2 separate regions of the Mus musculus genome follow, and region 2 is linked to region 1. A link is a contact called in public Hi-C data. All regions are on one chromosome and are shown on one strand. Each heading gives the region's core, a stretch centred on a gene start, on an enhancer-like site or on the middle of the called end of the contact. The rest is flanking DNA. Distances are from core to core; before and after follow the strand shown.

Evidence for each region. Hi-C and Micro-C count contacts between places; a contact is called where the count stands out from the background.
Region 2: a contact with region 1 is called in a Hi-C map of liver, with 2.5 times the contacts expected there. The contact joins two enhancer-like sites. A contact is called at or near these places in 1 of 15 datasets of contacts at CTCF or cohesin (the NIH/3T3 cell line), 7 of 484 Hi-C or Micro-C datasets (liver, nephron progenitors and uterus) and 1 of 115 datasets of contacts at active chromatin or transcription factors (the SCID.adh cell line).

Annotation. Positions count from the first base shown.
Region 1 is chr7:70,422,116-70,425,925 of GRCm38.p6, forward strand. No RefSeq gene overlaps it. Among named protein-coding and RNA genes, the nearest start is that of B130024G19Rik, 59 kb to the left of the region's middle. Within about 2 kb of position 1,281, at least 17 of the 459 cell types and tissues checked have an H3K27ac peak or open chromatin away from gene starts, as enhancers often do. A contact at or near this core is called in liver, where this site is marked.
Region 2 is chr7:70,496,884-70,500,987 of GRCm38.p6, forward strand. No RefSeq gene overlaps it. Among named protein-coding and RNA genes, the nearest start is that of Gm44812, 10 kb to the right of the region's middle. Within about 2 kb of position 2,533, at least 2 of the 459 cell types and tissues checked have an H3K27ac peak or open chromatin away from gene starts, as enhancers often do. A contact at or near this core is called in liver, where this site is marked.

The DNA of each region.
Region 1 (3,810 bases), core at 31-2,530:
GATTTTGGAGTTGCTAACCTGAGGATAAGGCTTGTCTTTGCATTGACTAATGTGTTGCTTTGGGCAAGTCACATCACCTTTTTGATTTTCCATTTGCTATTTTTACTTTTAGATAATAACAAAATCGTTAGAGACTTGCTAATGCAGACTTATAATTCCAGCTACCCAGGATCCTGAGGCGGGAAGATCTGAAGTTGCACAGTAATGCTTGATCTGTCTAACAAACAACAAATCAAACAAAGGTGAACCAGGAGGGTTACCGCAAACCTGAGACTATTCTGAGGAAGGGTGTGAATAGGTAGGCTCTGTACATAGCCAGGCCTTGTCTAAAAAATGTATATGAAGGTAGTTTAAAAAAAAACCAAACAATTGCTTTCAGAAAACAGCAAATCTAATACTATTAAAATTGTTGAGGTCATTCCCTCATCTGTAAAAATAATTTCCAAGAAGTTCAAATAAGATTCATTTTGTACAGACAAGGATTAGATTTTTCCCCATATAATATCAGTCTAGTAAGCAATCCACCTGGGTTAGTGCTGACTGACAAGGAACTAAAATACAGACTCACCATAAATCTAAATTACGGAGACCAAGACAAATTTTTTTCTTTTCTTCTTCATGTATTATTTTCTTGCTATCCTTGTCCTTGGTGAATATTTATTTTATTTTATCAGCATGTTTTTAGAGGTTATTTCTGGTAGGAAAGTGACTATATAGACCTGGCTAGTCTTTAGTTCACAGAGGTCCAATTACTTCTGACCCAGTGCTGGGACTCCAAGGTGTGTGCCATCATACCCAGCAAGGGAATGTTCTTTTTCCTTTTTAAAATCTTTATAATCTCCTCAAATATAAAAAAAAAAGGGTCAGGAAATGAGTGCATATGAAGAAGACTCCAAATGGTGTTGGGCATGCTCTACTGCAAGGAACTGGTTGGCTAGCTGCTTGAAACTTCTGCCTCCTGATGTTGTCTTGCTATGAGAAACTTGGAAAAACACTTTTGGAATTTGAAAGAGACAAGACTTCTTTTGAAATACAACTGCTCATCCAAGATTAGAGACCTTCCCATAGCTGACTGGGAAGATGAAGGTCATAACACAGTCCACTTATATCTTGCTTGCCACAGTCACTTCTTGATGCCTGGTGCCTTCATTACACTGTCTACTGGCATGGCTTCTCTGGTCTGCATTTATTCACTGTAGTCCCCATGACCAGGTGCCACTTCTTGTCAGAATCCTGGTTTCCACAGCACCTGGGGAGCTTCCTCATCTTCTATGGTAAGCTGATTACTTTGGAAAGTCAACTTGCCACAACAACTTGGAATCACCTGAAGGGAGATCGCAGTTGAGGAATTATCTTAATTAAATTAGCCTGTGCGCATGTCTATGAGGAACTGCCTTGATTGTAAATTAATATGAGAAGACTTAATCCATTGTGGATGGCACCATTCCCTAGGTGAACGGGTCCTGAACTATATAGGACAGGAAAAAAAATCTTGAAAGCAAACAAGCAAGCAGGCAGCATGGGTGCCTGTCCTTTGCTTTTGAGTGTAGGAATTGTGTAACTGACTAACAGCTTTGCACTCTTGCCTTGCCTTCCTCTCGGTGATGGACTTCGACCTGGAATTGTAAGGCCCAGAAACCCTTTCCACCCCTAAGCTACTTTTTGTCAACGTAGTTGTCACGGCAGCAGAAACGAAATTAGAAAAAGTCCTTCACACGGAGGTTCACCCACAGAGGTTGCTTAACTCAGGCTCAGAAAGCACATACTGTATCTTTAAGACATAGTTTACTTGTGAATCAGTAAACGTACTAGACAAAGCAGCCATTACTTATGCATTCTTGCATACCCAGCAAGGTGAAAATAATAGAATAAACATCATATACTTCATTATGATATCGGTTTACACTTCCAGGGTATACAAAAAGAGGCCATTTCATCAAGCTAATTGCCTGAAAGTAAAAGAGAGAGAACTTTGGCTATTAGTCTATTATGGGGCTTTTTTCTTAATCACAAATAGGGGCCGTGTGTCCCTGGGGGGATGTGTATTCTAATTTACAATTGAACTACAGATCAGAGCAATCAATCTTGGGAAGCACTTTCACTGTGTAATTGCTGCAACATAACAAATAATAATAATAATATATATAAAAGAAGCCAAAGAAAGAAAAGAAGAAGAAGAAGGCCCGAGCTCAGCTTCTGCTTGAGGTAGAGATATATCCAGGCACTGGTTCAGAGAGGGAGGGGGAGAACTGCCTTGTCCATGAATATGCAATGAGGGCTCATTAGCGGCCTAGTGTTGCCATGACGAATGGCATTATCCCCGGCCTGGTGCTGCCTAAACATGAATTTTATAAGGACTCATTTATCATGACTTGTCATGGGCTTCTGTACAGTTCTTTCTCCAGCTCACACACCTTTCCCTATTAGAGCACTAGAAATCTTTCCTTATTATTATTGTTTCCTTTTGTATTGATTTCTGGTACTTTGAAGCAAGTGTTCAAATATAGTAACATACTAATGAGAGATTTGTGACTTCAAAGTTGGAGAACTACATCTTGATTATTCTCACATCTTTGGTGTAGTTGTGGTGTAGAGAAGAGAGTTGGGCTACACTTTGGAAGGGATTGACTAATGTGTGAGCTTTTTGGAAAAAAAAACCAAGCCTTTTCAAGTGCAACGGTTTCATACAACAGACTTTTAAAATTTAAAATGAACTAAGTTGCATGCTTTTTTTTTTTTCTTTTCCTGTACCTCTCAGGCTTTTTTGAAGACTTTCTTTTTCCAAAACATTTGGAGCTATAACAACAAAGTTTACCTTTAAAGTGTCTCATAGAATTTATAGCTCTTTAATGTTTTACAAGTGTCTAAGCTTATTTCTTACCCAGAAGCATCTTTCTATAGCTAAGAGTACAGAGGGAGAGAGAGAGAGAGAGAGAGAGAGGATGCTCAAAAGCTTGATCATTGATGACAACTTATTAATAGCAAAATAAAAACATAGAAGCAATCTCCCATGGCAAACACCAAGAGTTTGGTTGGATTGCTCTGCAGCCACACAACTGATACAAAGACTTGAGTTTTTGCCTTTGGAAAAAGGCTGAGAGGAAGTTGCATAAGTGGGGTCATCAAATTTAAGTTCACCAGTTGGCCAAGAACATGGTCACAGGCTGACAGAACTCCCTGCTGTAACCAGAGACACTAATGGATGTTTAGTCAATTCAGTCACCATAGAAGAGAGAGGTGCAAGACCTATCTCAGGGTCAGCTAAGCAAAGCACAGAGAAACTAAGGAGGGCTCAGGTCCGGCCTGTGACTATAGTCATTGTACTAAAGAATTTATGTGTAGAGAGTAGTCTAACGAGTCTTTTTAGTGTGACTTTCTCTACTGTGCTGCCTTAGATTCTGTACTCACAGCAAGCGCTTTTTTATGCAATGAAATAAATGTTTATGCAATAAAATAGACAATGAACCAATGATAATTTTATATCGATGAACAACCTTGGCCATTCTAAGATCTTATTCTTAAGATTCTTGAGTCAGCCTGAAGCAGGCTTATGGTTAACTTCTCCTTTGGTGTGGAGTGCTGCGAATGAAACCTAGAGTTTAAGGTGTGTTAGAGTCAAGTGCTTCAATGCAAACCGCAGTCAGCTCAATTTCCATTTCAAAGAAGAGAAACATCCACACACTCAGAAGTAAAAGAACCAGTCAGGGTCACACAGAAAATGTAAACACCAGGTCCACTATCAAGTCTGTAGATTCTTTTTTGTTTGTTTGTTTGTTTGTTTTTGTTTTTCGAGACAGGGTTTCTCTGTGC
Region 2 (4,104 bases), core at 1,283-3,782, 76 kb after region 1:
TATAAATTTCATGGAGAAGATGGAGCCTTCTGGGGCAATTAACTCCAAAAGTGGCACAAAGCAAGAGCCTGAGAGATAGTGGTTCGTGGTACTTAGCGCTGAGCTCTGAAATTGAGATAAGCCCTATCCACCCCGGGTTGTGTTTAATGTTCGCTGCCGCTTCCACACCACTGCTACAACCTCTCGGTCACCGTGCTAACACTCCCCAATATCTATTACAATTAGTTTTTGATTAAGAGGCCTAACATGGCTTTTGAAGCTTTTTATGTTGTGTCAAATGGCCGGTGATGGAGTGAGCCATGCAGACACCTCCCAGTAACAAAGTGTATTGTAAAAGGTTTCAAGTGAACTATTTTATCATCCTAATGGAAACCAGATGAGTTGGACTCTCCCCTTAATTTCAACTATTTACTGAAGAGTCCTTGTTTTGAATTACTGAAAGATTTATTCTGAAATGACGACCTCATGCATTAAGAATCGCTAATAACAGCCATTGGAAATTTGGGAAAGCTTTTAAAGATAGCCCAAGAGGTTTTTCACAGCGGGTTTATCCTCGTTTATTTTGTCCTAAGGTTTTTAAGAGAGCACATGCCTTTGCCCTTTTCTGGCATTTAATTATTATTCTAATTATTGTTTATGAGGATTTTCTTTGTCTAACCCCCTGCTTTTCCTGCCAGGGTTTCAGTCCATACTCTTGGTTTCTTACCTAAGAGAAAGGTCATGGATGCTTTGTGAAGAAAGAGAAACTTTGCTTAGTTTCTTAAGATATAATCCCATGTGCACTGAAAATGCATGCATGTTTTATAAAGGTTCAGATGAAGCAGAGAAAGATGACCAAACAAATTCTGTGGCTCTGGAAATGGCTCTGCAAGTTGGGTGCTTGTCATGCAAGCGTGAAGATCCGAGTTCAGTCCCCTAGGATCCCCAAGAATAAAAAATGGGTGCTATGGTGCGTGGCTGTAATCAAAGCACTGGAAAGAGAGATACTAGATCCCTTGGGCTTGCTGGCCCGTCTGGCTTTAGCTAAATTGGTGTGCTCTAGACTGTGTGAAAGACTTGTCTCTTTCAATTAGCTAGAAAGTGATTGAGGAAGACACATGACTTCAACTTCTGGCCTCTACACACAGTGCGTATACATGTACAAACACATACAGACACATATTTGTGAACCATAAGAGACATTTGTAAATAGAACGAAGATTATTTGTAAATGGGGAATAACAAACTTGTGAAGTAGACTCAAGCTGCTTAAATTGTTTTAAAAAATAATTTCAGGGGGGAAATCATGGTGTACACTCAGGGTTACAGTGTAGTGATTCTGTCTATCTAGCAAATGTTCTCTAATCACTAGAGCACTGCATCGACACCCTGAGTACTTGCAAATTATTTGTGTAAGAACACTCACAATCCTTTCTGTGAGCTATTCTCTGTTACACAATGAATTGCTGTTCACCACAGCGATAAAGCTTGCACGTTCATTGTTGCCCCGTCTAAAGCCCATGTGTTAAAGGTTTGGTCTCCAGGGTGGTGGTGTTTGTTAGGAGGTATTGATGAATGGGAGTTCCTTGGGCCTTTGGGGGCATGCCATCCAAGAGTCTGTAGGACTATGGTCACTTATTCTTTAACCTTCTAGCCATGAGGTTGGCTCTGCCATGTTCTCCTCGCTGTGGCCATCTGGTCTCCCCACTGGACACCTTAAAACAGTGATTCTGCCTGTTCATGGGGAAGGGCTTCCAAAAATGTCATCCAAACATTCAAAAGATGCTACCCTTGTTTAAAAGTCTGTTATCTTGGGCATTGCATTCTAGTGATGGAAAGTTGACTAAAGCTATTATCCCATTGAGCTACAGAAGACCAGAAGCCATTTCTCCTCCTCAGGTGCACCCTTGTACACACTAAGCAACCTCTGTACATCTCCCTCCTTTCCCTACTTCCCAGTCTGTGAGGTCCATGCACTGCTCTCTAATTCCCTGAGATGCTACATGGCAGACATGCTATAGCTTCTGTCTTCTGGTGCCTGCTTTTTCCACTGAGTATAATGCTCTCTAGATTATCCATGCTGCCATAAATGATAGGGTCTCATGTTTTTATGGCTTGAATAGTGTGTGTATGTGTGTGTGTGTGTGTGAGAGAGAGAGAGAGAGAGAGAGAGAGAGAGAGAGTCCTCTATAGAATAACATATATTAATATATAGTAATATTACTTTATCCAACCACCTGCTGATGAACACCTCTGTCAAGACCTTATCAAGTCTCTCTTGAGTACTGAGGCATTTCCACAGCCTGGCATTTTCTCACATACATTTTGTTACTCTCTTTCTCTGGCTTTGACAGTGTCCTTTTCCTTGAACCTCAGCCTCCTCATCTATAGTCTAGAGGTTAGACTAAAATCACAGTCATTGATTCAGTGAAGACAGAGATGCCGGAGACACTCTGCTCCAGGAGTGTAGGTCTTGATATAGCAAGGCAGTTTGGGATTCTGGGTAAGAATGCTGGCTCTTCCTGGGATTAACTGTGTATCCTTTGTATGATAGCCAATTCAGTAAGAATGGATTCTTTCCATGGAAAAGAAGATCAATATGAGTTACTTAATAGGCTTATAGGACATCTCCTAGTAAAATAAATAAAACTAGTTATCTAGAAAGCAGAGCAAAAGAGCCTGTTAGTAGGCTCATTTTTTTTTCTTCCTTTCCTTTCCTGTCCTGTCCTGCTTTTGCTTTGTTTGAGAAAGCATTTCAGTATGTAGTCCTGGTTTACCTGGAACTCTCTTTGTAGACCAGGCTAGCCTCAAACTCAAAGAGATCTGCCCGCCTCTGTGTCCTGAATGCAGGGACTAAAGGGGTGCTTCACTGCTCCTTGCCTGTCCTGTTCAGTATGTCTAATATTTGAGTGCACGAGGACACTATGATGCTTTCCAGGCCATTGTCATAAACATTCAGTGAATGTTGGCTCTGCAGTGCATAATGTTAGAAGTTTGCAAATCTTGAGACTAGAGGCAGAGTGCTGCCTCTGTACCAAGTAGGTGAAAGACTGTGGGCAAAGACTTATGAATTCTATCACAACATCAGATAATGGACTAGTGCGGCATGTGATCTAATAATGTAAACAGTACCTCCTACCTTCACAAAGGAAGCAAGCCACCTGGGGAATCACAAAGGAGTGTCCTTGTAACCCAGTGGAGAAGACTCAGCTGGGGTCATCTGGAAGAAGAGACATGCAGAGATAGCTAAACTTTAGAGATGCGCATGCCCCAAATGAGGAGGATGTAGAGAAGACTCTGTGAGGCCAGAAAAGATAACCCATTGTATTGGGCCTAGGATTCCTGATGAGAAGATTTCACAATGTAGGCTAGGGATGAAGTAGAGAGGGACCAGACTATAAAGCCATTAGACCCTTGTAGAACCTCCAATGGCAGGCTCAGAAGCAACTACCCCAGTTTTATTCCACTTGCCACCAGGAAGCAAGTTTGTGTCTTAAACTTCATGCTCCTCCCTTTGAAACACATCTCCTTTGTGCTGCCTTTGGCTTGCTTGGTTTTATAGTCCACCTTAGCAGATGGTTAGTGGCTGTTATTAGTATAACCAAGCTTAAATAATTTGATTTTCAGGTTGGGTACTTAACAATTTCTCCTGTGGGCTTGATAGTCGAACTATACATTTATTGAAAAAAAATTGGTTTCTTCACATTTTATGTGAAAGCAGTGCTGGCCATTCATCTGCAAGCCACATATTAAAAATATCAGAGTGGAAATTTTACTCACATGGTTCTGAGTAGTGTTTTTAGTACTTGGCTGATACTCTGTTTCCTTATTACATGTATTGACTTATACATAAATAGTTATATGTATATATATAATATATATATATATATATCCTCATATATTATAAGTTATATCTGTGCTCTTATAGACTACTATAGTCACACATTAGAAATTCGAATAAAAAAGATGCGAACTCTGGACTGAGGTGCTTATGTCTGTCACTCCAGCATGTTAGATTAAGACAGGAAGATTGACATGAATTTCAGGTAAGCCTGGGCTATATAAGGGGACTGTATCTCAGAGATGGAAAGTGGGCCAGGAGGGGCAGAGGGGATGAGGAGAAGG